2 separate regions of the Gossypium hirsutum genome follow, and region 1 is linked to region 2. Evidence: chromatin contacts called from public Hi-C data. All regions are on one chromosome and are shown on one strand. Each heading gives the region's core, a stretch centred on a gene start, on an enhancer-like site or on the middle of the called end of the contact. The rest is flanking DNA. Distances are from core to core; before and after follow the strand shown. Region 1 has its middle 26 kb from the start of LOC107914977. Region 2 holds the start of LOC107914980 (plasmodesmata-located protein 2).

The links. A called contact is a pair of places that touch in the nucleus more often than the background predicts.
Region 1: a Hi-C map of leaf shows a contact between it and region 2, with 2.0 times the contacts expected there. The contact joins the enhancer-like site here to the promoter of LOC107914980 in region 2. A contact is called at or near these places in 2 of 34 Hi-C or Micro-C datasets (both in leaf).

The regions. Positions count from the first base shown.
Region 1 is chrD10:45,740,207-45,745,966 of Gossypium_hirsutum_v2.1, forward strand. No RefSeq gene overlaps it. Among protein-coding and RNA genes, the nearest start is that of LOC107914977, 26 kb to the right of the region's middle. Within about 2 kb of position 1,280, at least 2 of the 9 cell types and tissues checked have an H3K27ac peak or open chromatin away from gene starts, as enhancers often do. A contact at or near this core is called in leaf, where this site is marked.
Region 2 is chrD10:45,576,315-45,582,193 of Gossypium_hirsutum_v2.1, forward strand. It overlaps LOC107914980 (plasmodesmata-located protein 2), which reads right to left and starts at 2,844. Exons shown (of 3, transcript XM_016844061.2): 1 at 1,669-2,844; 2 at 1,477-1,590; 3 at 1,073-1,382. The coding sequence starts at 2,455. The coding sequence ends at 1,375.

The sequences.
Region 1 (5,760 bases), core at 30-2,529, 160 kb after region 2:
GTTCAATAAAGCCTAAGAGCGGTTTAACGTTGAATTTAACTTTATTGATAAATAGAAATATTCAAGTTTGAGTTCGGCTCAATAATTATCGGAATAAGTTCAAAGTTTTTTTTTTTTTTTGTAGCTGACCATCTTGTCCAAATTCAACTTATTAGACTATTTAATATTTTTTTTCTATAAATTAAAAATATTGATTTAATTTCTTTTATTATTGGAACTTATCCATTTCAATTAAAATAAAATTGGAGAATTGAATTATGAAAGTTAAAAGAAATAAAGTGAAAAGGAAGATATAGATGGCCTAAGGGGCAGACGATTTGTGTTGGCATAATATAAGTATAGAATAATAATTTGAAGTTAATCTCTAAAGATTTTTCTTAAATTCAAAATTTTAAAAAGAAAATCCTTAACCAACATGAAAGCATTGGTGCTTCGACATAAATAATGAAGTAGAAAAGGTTGCAGTCACTTGATCTTATAGCCACTTGGGCTTGCTCTCTCCTTCAAGAAAAAGGCCCAATAATTTATTTTCAAAATCTTGAGTTTAAATTTATCAGTTAATATGATTTTTATAACTTAAAATTACTCGTTTGTATTTAAATTTTAAGAACCTTGCCTGTGAGTTAAGATTAGTTGTTCTTACGCTAGATAATTTTGGATATGATTTAAAAACATGACATGCTAACAAACATGCTACATATTATTATTTTTGTATTTGAAATATTTGATATATTATACTTATATATGTTCCAGGGTAACACTTTTTCTATGCTTCACAAGATAACAATCAAAAGTTAACATATATAACATAATTACAAAATGGAACATAAATAAAATATAGTTATTATCATTTATGTTTCATTTCTATGATTAGTTTTATTTGAAAATAAATAACTTTCAATAATGAAACAAAATGAAAAAAAATTGTGTTAGTCACTCTGAAACAGGTATGGCTAAAGGGGTTTTGCGTTGAGGATGAATGAAAGCCTAAAGACTAATGATAAAGAGTTTCTGCTCTAGGATGCTCTTTTGATACTTCACCCAGATGCAGGGCAATAATAGGATCTAAGGGACATTTGGGTTAAGTATATTGAGTATATGTGTTCATACTTGACGATAAGTCTCCCTTTTACCTTACATCCAAGGTTGTTGGTTACTTCTAAGGTTGTGTTCTTAGGGGCTTGTGGGGATCTATACGTGGTCGGATAAAAGGTATGTCTTTGACCTGCCATTATTGCATTTCGAGCCTCTTTGTTGGTATTACTGTTTGGATTTGGTAGCCTTATCCCGTCCAATTTCCTTGTGCCATTTGTCGGCTTGGCAAAGCGTGGGTTGTATGTTAATTATATTGGGCTTGAAGCCCAAAATCTTGACCAATATAACAATATTTCCCCTTAAATTCGAGATAGGTTATAAAGTGACTTAGTAAGGACCTAATTCAAAGGTCAGGATTATATTTTCGTAAGTATACTTGTTGGGTGCAATAGTGTATTCTCTGAGGAAGGGATAATATGTCCTTTGAGAAGGGAAAATTGTACCTTATGAGGAGATAATGATATATCTCTTGATGAGGTTAGAATATGTCCTTTGAAAATGAATGAGCTCCGTTGATTAAGTGGGAGCATCATTTGAAGAAGTCTTTATTTGATAATTTTGTATTCCATAAGGGATTGGCATTGTATCCCCACAGTGATTGTTAATGTATCCTTTGAGGAATTGTGCTTTATTAATTAATTTGGAGTATAATTTGAAAAAGACATCTTATTGATTATGCATCTATGAGGGATTGATAAGTATCCCTTTAGGGATTTTCAATTTGAAATGATGCTTTTGTTTAGGTAGGAACGTTGTGATAATTATCAATAGTAATTTGTGTTGATGTATGAAATCTTCTTAAAAGGTAGGAGATTTTAAATAAATAGTAGACAAAATGTTGATTGAAAGTGTATAACTATGATACTGTTAGAATTTTTGTGCCCTAAGTGTAGTAATTTCATCATATTTGATAAATTACTAAAATGAAAAACTGATTATTCTTGAGAATAAACAAATGTAATTCATTATCTATATGTTGTGTCGTCCTTAATCGTTTTTACAAGTAAAGCAAAATGTATAAGCAAATATTGGTTCATTGATTACCTAGGGTTTAACAAATATTGACTTGCGTTATATGAATGGATTATAATGTGAGAAAACAATTTATATTAATAGGTAATCTAATTCCACAAAAATCAAATTGAGCAAATGATTTAAATAATATGAGACTATTATGCTGTCTATAAGTGTGATTGGGGAGATAGTTTGTCTTGACTATTGGAGTAGGATTGACTCCCAAAAATAGAGACATTAATGTGATTGTCTAGACTAACAATACATTAGATAGACCCACGTTGAATTTATCATAGATCTATTTATGGAGTTATTCATTTGTGATGTTCATGTTGTGACTCCCGGAAATTAAGACATAAATGTGATTGTCTAGACTGACAATACATTGGATAAGACTCAAGTTGAATTTATCCTATATCCATTTATAGATTTATTCATTTATAATTTAATCAAATTAAGTCACACCAAGAATGTCACATGTAATAATCTGATTTTCACCGGTGTTGAAAATTTTAATTTTGGGATCAAATATCTTAAATTGAGTTAGTCAAAATTTTTAATCAAGTAGTTAAAAGACATATACGAAACCATATGATTGATTTTACTAAGGAATTAAATAAGATAAATTATTAAATATAGTACATGGGCTAAATTAGAAGAAAGCTAGAACTGAAGGATTAGGTGAATTAATAATCAAGGCCCTTAAAATGTAATTTAACCACCACTAACATTTAGCTAGTGGATAACCATGTCTAAAGCCATTGATTTCCACTAAATACTTTTTACCTAAATCTCCACCATTAGATTAAAAGATGATTTTGTTAAAATTAAAAGAAAAGCAATATAAAAAGATGAGAAAAAGAAGTATTGTGTTTCAATTTTATCTTTTTCCTCCAAATGACAAACAAAAGAAAGGAAAGAAATAAATTTTCTTTCATGTGTGAGACCACCATTGCCGATTGATATCTCGGAAGGTTAGAAGTTATTTCTTCTCCAATTTTTTTTAGTTTATTATATTAAGATGTTAGATAATTATAACCCAAGCATTAGATTTATTAAGAAAAATGTCTAGATATATTAGTAATTAGTACAATAAGGGGTTAAATTGCAAAGAGGCTAGAATTTGACGAATTAGATGAGTCTTTTTAACAAGTCCTTAAGTGATATTAATTCCTTATTAAGACATGGTTAGTGGATGTTATGATTCCATCCATTCATTTTCATTAACTTTTCTCAAGGATAATCTCAACCATTAGATGATTATTAATTAAGTTAAAATTTAGTTATATTAAAGAAAGATTTTGTGAAAAGATGAGAATCTGTAGAAACGAAGGGATTACTTGCTTCACCAACAAAAATTGTGGCTATAATAATGCTTGGAATTGGAGCCATAGTTTCAACCATGAAACTAAAAGTGCGTAAAAGACAAAGATGAAACCGAGATTGTTTACGCAGTTCGACCTCAGTCTACGTCTAAGGGGTCTTACCCAAAGCAATGATCCACTATCTTTATTACAATAAAACCAATGATTTAAGCCCTAACATTGGTCTAACTCTCACCAATTTAGTGACCTCACCATTGTACAAAGACTAGATCACTCTCCCTCTAAGCTTCCCCCTAGTAAGCTTAGATTTGCAACTCAATAGACTCTTTTTATTTCTTACATAAACAATGCATACATAAATAGTTCCTTACTTGAACAAATGTGTGCTCTCTTAATCTCTCAGTTACTCTCTTGGTTTCTCTTAAATTAATTCCATTAACCCAAACAAAACTTAAGTTTATATACTACTTAAGTTTTGATTAGATAAAAGTTATAATCTAATCACTTTTCTATAAAGTAAAGATAAAAAATTAGCATAAGATAAAACTTCCCATAAGAGGCTCTATGTAATCCAAAGTCTTCAACTATAGAACGTGACTTACTTATTTTGCAAGTAGTTTGACTTAATCCGCAAGAAACCAATCTTCAAGTCTTAAATTTCAACTCAATTAGTCTTCAAGTTTTGGGCTCTAGTTCATCCAAATAATTCCACAACAGATAGCCTAATAATTTTGTTCTAAAATTTGCCAACTCTTAAAATAAGCAAGTGAAGCAATAAAACAATGCCTAAAGTTGTGGCCACTGTTTCAGCCACAAAACAACTACAGAATTAACATTGACTTCAAATGTGTCAACGAAATCATCTTAACTTTTTTCTTTTAAAATTGATGCAAACAGAGAAAAGAAATGAAAAGATGAGAACTTGTGTTCGATGCGATTCTATAGAACATTTTCTAAGAGATTGCCCAAAGAGATCCAATGTTACTGGGGATCAGATTGTTAAACCTGAGACAACTCCATAAAGAGGAAGGCAACCCAAGGATAGGGCTCGCGAGGAAGCTTCTGCTCCAAACGTTATCGCAGGTACTTTTTCTATGCATTGATTGACCTTGGGTCAACTCACTCTTATGTATGCAATACATTGGTAAACAAAAAGAATATACCATTAGAGTTAACTGATTATACGGTTAGGGTAACAAATCCACTAGGTTTGTATGTCTTAATTAACAATTTTGTAAAATGTGTCCATTGAGAGTTCAGGGTTATGATTTTCCCACTGATTAGATGCCACTTCCGTTTGATGAATTTGATATCATTCTTGGTATAGACTAGTTGATTGAGCATGATGCAGTAGTAAATTGTAGACAAACAGATTGCATTGAAATGTCAAAACGGTGAATCTATACGTGTTGAAGATAGTAGAAAGATAGTGCAACGAATATAATATCAACATTATCAGCCTAGAAATTGATCAGAAATGACTATGAATCGTATCTTTCTTATATCCTTGATACTCGAGTGTCAGAATCTAAAATTGATTAGGTACCAATAGTTAAAGGATTTCCTAATTTATTCCCAAAAGAATTACCAAGGTTGCCACCAAACAAAGAAGTTGAATTTATGATTGAAGTTATACGTGGAACAACTCTAATTTTGATTGCCCCGTATAAAATGACTCCTCCTAAGTTGAAAGAATTGAAAGCATAGTTACAGGAATTACTAGATCGTGTTTTATTTGACTGAGCGTGTCACCTTAGGGTGCACCAGTGTTATTTGTGAAAAAGAAAGATGGGTCGATGAGATTGTGTATAGATTATTGACAGTTGAGGGTTACCATAAATAATAAATATTTCTTACCTCGTATTGATGATTTGTTCGATCAGCTGAAAGGAGCTATGATATTTCTCTTATATGGTTATTATCAATTGCGTGTTAAAGAGCTTGATGTGCCAAAAACTGTGTTCAGAACTCGTTATGGTCATTATGAGTTTCTTATGATGTCGTTTGGTCTAATCAATACCCCTGCCGCGTTTATGGATTTGATGAATTAGATATTCCAGTCGTATTTAGACAGATTTGTCATTGTTTTCATCAACGATATTCTAATATATTCGAAGAATAAGTCCAATCATGCTCACATTTGAAAATCATGCTACAAATTTTGCGCAAGAAATAATTATACACAAAGTTTAGTAAATGTGAATTTTAGCTTTAAGAGGTCAGATTTCTAAGACACGTGATTTCTGCCGGTGGTATTCAAGTTGGTCCTGGTAAAATATCTGCAATCGTGAATTGAAAAGCTCCGAGAAATATTTCTGAAGTACGT
Region 2 (5,879 bases), core at 1,594-4,093:
TTTAGCATACCTATAAAAAATGTAATAAACTCGCTGATAGTCTAGCTTCAATGGTTTGGAATCGACTATTATAATGTTTTATCTTTTACTCTCCACCAGATGCAATTCATAATTTACTAAATGAAGATACAAATGAAGTTTTGACGCCAAAAATGGTGGTTGGTTAATTACAATTTTATGTTTTCCATTCTTATCAAAAGAAATAATACATTTTAAATGGAATGCATGGACCAAAATTAAAAATAGTTTACTAAATTAAGGGAAAAATTGAAAAAATTGAAAGGTCAAAAGTTAAATATTTTTCTTTATCAATTAAACAAAAAGTTATAAATGCGTATATTATTATTTTCAATTCAAACTTTAGGAAAATAATATTAACCTTAAACCCACCTATTTAGGGACCTAGGTATTGATTGACAGGTGCTACAATTTCTTTTTCTTTTTACTCATTAATGAGATGAGATAACAGGTTAAAATTTATTAAAAAGACATAAATTTTATGCATTAACCATGCATCAAACTACCAAACATTCTACTATAAAAGGAAAATTAAAGATTAAAAAGATCAATTTTATATTTATTTTGTGGTGGATTTGAAATCATATAAATATTTATATTTTTTTCTTAGTTTTCCATCTTACGAAATGAAATCAAATAAAATCCTAAATTTTAAATTCATACTTCCAAATAGAACATCAAATTATCTTATAAGATACAAGGCGAGATTATTCTTCAAATATATATAAACAATTTTACAAAAAAAAAAAAGCATTAATGTCTAATAGAAGCTAACATGGACACAAATATTCTACAATAAATAAAGATTAAAGAAATTTAGTGATGATTCTGCTCAAAATCTAGGGCAACACTTTTAACTTTTTTCTTCTGAAATATTTTATTGGCATGGAAAAAAGATTGTATAATTAAATTAAAACCAAACTAAAAAAAGCAAGCATCATGGCTAAACTACTTTGTATACAGCATATAAAGACATGAAGAAAATGGAGAGAAAAAAAAAAAGGAGACGAACACCCACATGGCCAGGAAATAAAAAGGTGCTAAATTCTGAAGGAAAAAAAACAATAGTTCTTTTATAGTCGCTTATAATATTACATAACCTCTTTTTTCACATTTTGTGAAAAAAAAATTCATGTTTACATTTTCAAGGAGAAAAAGAAAATTTGCATATACTAGAATTAAATTTGAACTGCTGCTAGATATAATTGGTGAGACCCTCGAATATATATATGCCTGGTTTTTTCTTCACCAAATTACATTCAACAACAAAAAGTCAAAAACCCATTTCAAAATGATAAACAAGGAAAGAAATTTTCAACTAGAAAGAATCCCACCTCTAAATGAGCTCTGAACCCTTCAGTAATCTGGAAAAATAAAGAAGAAAAGATTCAACATTTGAAAGCATAAATAGAGAATACAGTATATAGATCAATTTGTGTGTATTACAGAAATACATACCGTCATGTTTTTTCATCACACCCCTTGCAAACATCAACAAAATGACTAGGAATCCAACACTTGCTGCCCCTCCTAATATTATAGCCACTGTCTTCCCTGTATTTTGCCCTGTTCCTACATCAATCAAACACATAATTTATTCAACCATTCTGAAGTCTTTATTCTGAAAAAGGATTCAATTTCATACAATACCTGATGAAGATGAAGAAGGATGTGGATATGAAGAAGAAGATGATCTTCTAGGGACCCCATTAGGATAATAGTTGTAACTGATAAAGCATTTGTGAAGATAGATTTGACCTGAGATGGAACTCCCACACTCAACTTGAGCTCTTTGAACAGCACTCTTTACGCACTCACCACAATCTGAATCCCCCACATCTCCTTCACATTGCCCCAAAAGATAAACAGATTGGTAATTTGTGGTGTAAAAACCATGGTTGCTAACCACCCCAGTTTCCAACACTGAAAAGGCAGTGTCCCTCCTCTCTTCAAACCCAGTCCCGGCAACATTTGTAGCACCACAAGTCTTGAACAACATCTTCATGCCAGAGATTTGAGCAAACCCAGCAACTTCATACAACATGTAGCAACCATAAAGTTGGATTCTTGCAGCTAAAGTTTTGCCACAAAGTTTGTCGGCTAAAGTTGGAAGCCTGCTGGCACAGCTGTAACAATCACTGTTACTGAGATCTCCCCTACATTGAAAAAGACCAGTGATTGTGGTTTGGCCAGTACCCGTTGTTGTCTTGTAAAACTTTACCTTCATGGACTGTGAAAGCAAGGTCTGAAACAAGGCAGACAAGGCCTGGGAGTATATCCCAGCTGGATCTGTGAAAGACTGCTTAGCACAACCTTTGTAGACCAAAGTTATGTAATCAGGGGCTGATTCAACAAGAGGGTAAAGTTCAAGATTGGTAAAGAAAACAAGAAATGAGAGGAAAAGGAAGAAGGGTTTTGAAGAAAAACCAAAACCCATTTGTTTGGGGTGGGGTTTTGGGATCAAATCATGGTATGTTTTTTGCAGATTTGATAGGGATCTAAATGAGCTGAGTGGGTTTTCCCAGATTCACCGTTTGGGATAGGGGTTTTGAGAGTTTTCGACCTTTACTTTTCTCTCAATGGCCTACCTCTGGAGCCGTGCAAATAAAATGAGAGAGGGATAGACGAAGGTTTATCTTTTGCTATTAACGAGACGAGAGAGATAACAGTGCACCAAAGAAAATGATAAAATAGAGAAATATATTTTTTTTAAATGGGAATGCTTGGAACTGATCTAATTAAAACTAAAACAACTCTCTCTAATATTTACAAGGGAATGAGAACAAAATCACATTAAAATAAAGTTGAGAAGTCGAAGCAATATTTTCTTCTTTAAAAGATCGCAAGGACTAAATGTAAAGAATGTGATTTTGTTAGAGGTAAGGTAAGTACCTCAAGTTTGACTCAAGCTCGTCACACTTGACAACAGCTTTGAAATCAGTTTTTTAGTTTTAGCATTAATATTTTATATGATCTTAAAAAATATCACACAGTACTTTTTTTTATTTAAAATATGTACACTTTAATCTAATATTTTAATTTTTCTTACTATGATTCATCTCAATTTTATCATTGCTTTTGACTATTACTACTACTATCAACATCATCATCATCTCATTTCATCATTAGAATAAAATCTCTCGTTCGTTATTATTTTAAATCTTATCATAATTAGTCCTATCGTTTTTGAACGAACCCTGAGTTAGTAATAAAGATGTCAAGGGAAATGCGGTGCTCATGAGTTTTCTTTTCTTCTTCTTTTTTTTTCTTTGATAACATAGTTTATTTTTTAAAAAAAAACCTAAAAAGTCAACTTCAATTAATAGCATCGCGGTGCTCATGAGTTTTCTTTTCTTCTTCTTTTTTTTCTTTGATAACATAGTTTATTTTTTTAAAAAAAACCTAAAAAGTCAACTTCAATTAATAGCATCAAACATTACATAATCATGAATTGTCGTAGGGTAATTCATCCCAAAATTCGAGTTACAATTATTTGTTATAGCATACTTGTTCTTAAAATTTGTAGCCTTATTGCAATTGCGATTGGCCCACTTGAACTTCGCATTGTGAAGCATATCATTGGAATTAAACAGATCATCGATACGATGCCCCATAATAGTAATGTCCACTCTTCGATTCCTTATTCTGTTTGCCAGGCTAGCGCAGCCTGTTTTGAGAATAGCATTAGCAATGTTCAGGGTACTCGCCACATTAATACTTTCTTCAAGCGCATAAAATTGATCCCACTCGGCCTGCAACCTTTCCACTTTAAAACTCCCACCCATAACAAAACCCTCAGAATCACGAGCAAGGACGCCAAAACCTATTTTTTTCTTAATAATGGTTACATCAAAATTAATCTTGACTTTGTCAATTGGTGGTTTCTCCCATTTCTTTTCCACAAGTATGGTTCTTATGATGATGAATTATCTTCATTGGAAATTTTGAAATGGTTGTTATGTTTTGTAAGCTGGAGGCTCAAGTAGCTGGAAAAACTAAGTAGATGGATTTGGCGTCAACCTCCATGTGAGTTCTAGAACTCAGTTCCTAGAAGGTTATTCATTTATTTTCAATATAGTGTGCTAGGCATGTTTGGTTGAGTGTTGTGCAAATGATGCGTTATTCTATGGTTGAATGTTGTGTAAATGATGAGTTACTCTTTAACTGAATATTGATGTATCGTGAGGCTTGTTGTGTTGATATGAAAATGCATGAAACGTTTGGCATAATGTTTATGGTGCATAAACAGTTGTAACAGTTTGTTTTCAGTGGAGTCGAAAACAGTGGTTTTAGGACTACAGATCTGACAATGAGTCCGTAATTATTACTTATTTTATACGAGTCAAATATAGTTTATATTGAATTTTGATTTGATAATTTTTTTCTAATTGAACAAAAAGTTAAGTACAAGTGGTTTTCCTCGAAAGTCAAGTGGTTTTGAAAAATGAGGTATCAAGACCTCGTTTCCGTAAACTGAGACCGTAAATATTTACGAAGTTATTATATTGGTATGTGAAGGTTCAATTCAAGAATTTTAATGTTTGATTAGTTAATTTAAGAAAAATGACTAAATTGCAAAAAACATAAAACCTTATCATTATTAAATTTTATTGATTAAGTAGCTTATATAGTAAATGATGGAGGGCTTATATGGTATTTAGACCATAATAGGTTATGGTGGACGTTTTAAGGTTAGAAATTAGTTGAATTTGTTGATAACATTAAGGGCAAAATAATAATTTGATTAATAATAAAACATAAACAAAAGAAAAATAAAATAATTCATCTTCTTCATTAGGTTTTCCACCAAAATTAGAAGAAATTGAAGCGATTGAAGAGCTTTAAGGTTTGGCCATTGATAATCTCTTGCATGCCAGTCTGTTTTTGAGTTCGTTTTTCGTAAATTTTATGTTTTTGAGATCATTGATACTTAGTTTATCTATCCCAAGGACTAATTTGTGATTTTATAAAATTTTTGAAAACTTTCCATTGATATTTTTGAAGCTTGATGGTGATTTTGGGCTAGTTTGTAAAGTGGTTTTATATAGTTTTTATGTTTAGGGATTAAATTGAAAATAAATTAAATACGTCATGTTTTTCTTGTGAAATGTCAACAACTGAGGAATATTTTGAGGTATTAATGAATTCAACACAAAGGCTTTAAGGACTAATTGTGGAAATAAGTTTTTATTTTATTTTAGGGATTAAATTGAATAAAGTATAAAAGTTCAGGAAAAAAATTTTAAAATGAAATTTAAAGGTCATATACGTAGAAATGAGTTTGATAATGTATTTGAATTTGATAAATTGAATTTAATCATACAGGGGATAACCGGGGAAAAGGGAAAGTCACGGATTAGTCCTTACGAGTCAACCGATAGCATATCTTTGGTAAGTTCAAATAAATAAATATATATATACGTGTTTATTTATAACTTGTGCAAATATGTTTTGGTTCAATTTTATTTGATGTTAAATTTCGATATTAAGTTGTAAATTTTAAAATGCTTACAATTAAGTACATGTGATAAAATGGATATTCGATAATTGATTATTATTTGGGATAATATGGTTATATGATATTGAAATGAACTTAATTGATTGATAGCATGTGTACGAGTGTGTTTCTGGAAGTGCCTCTAAATTATAATTGTAATAAACTCTATTAAATGTCCGTTTGAACATAGTAAACAATTAGGATACGGTTGGTATGCCAATAGGGTTAGAATGCGTGTTTGTACAGGATTGCACTTTGGTGCCTCTATTAGCATTTCAATGCTCTCTAGTGTGATTTGGAGTACCCGAGTATCCAAGTCATGTTACTATAGTTCATCGGGCTATGAAAATATGTGACTAAGGTT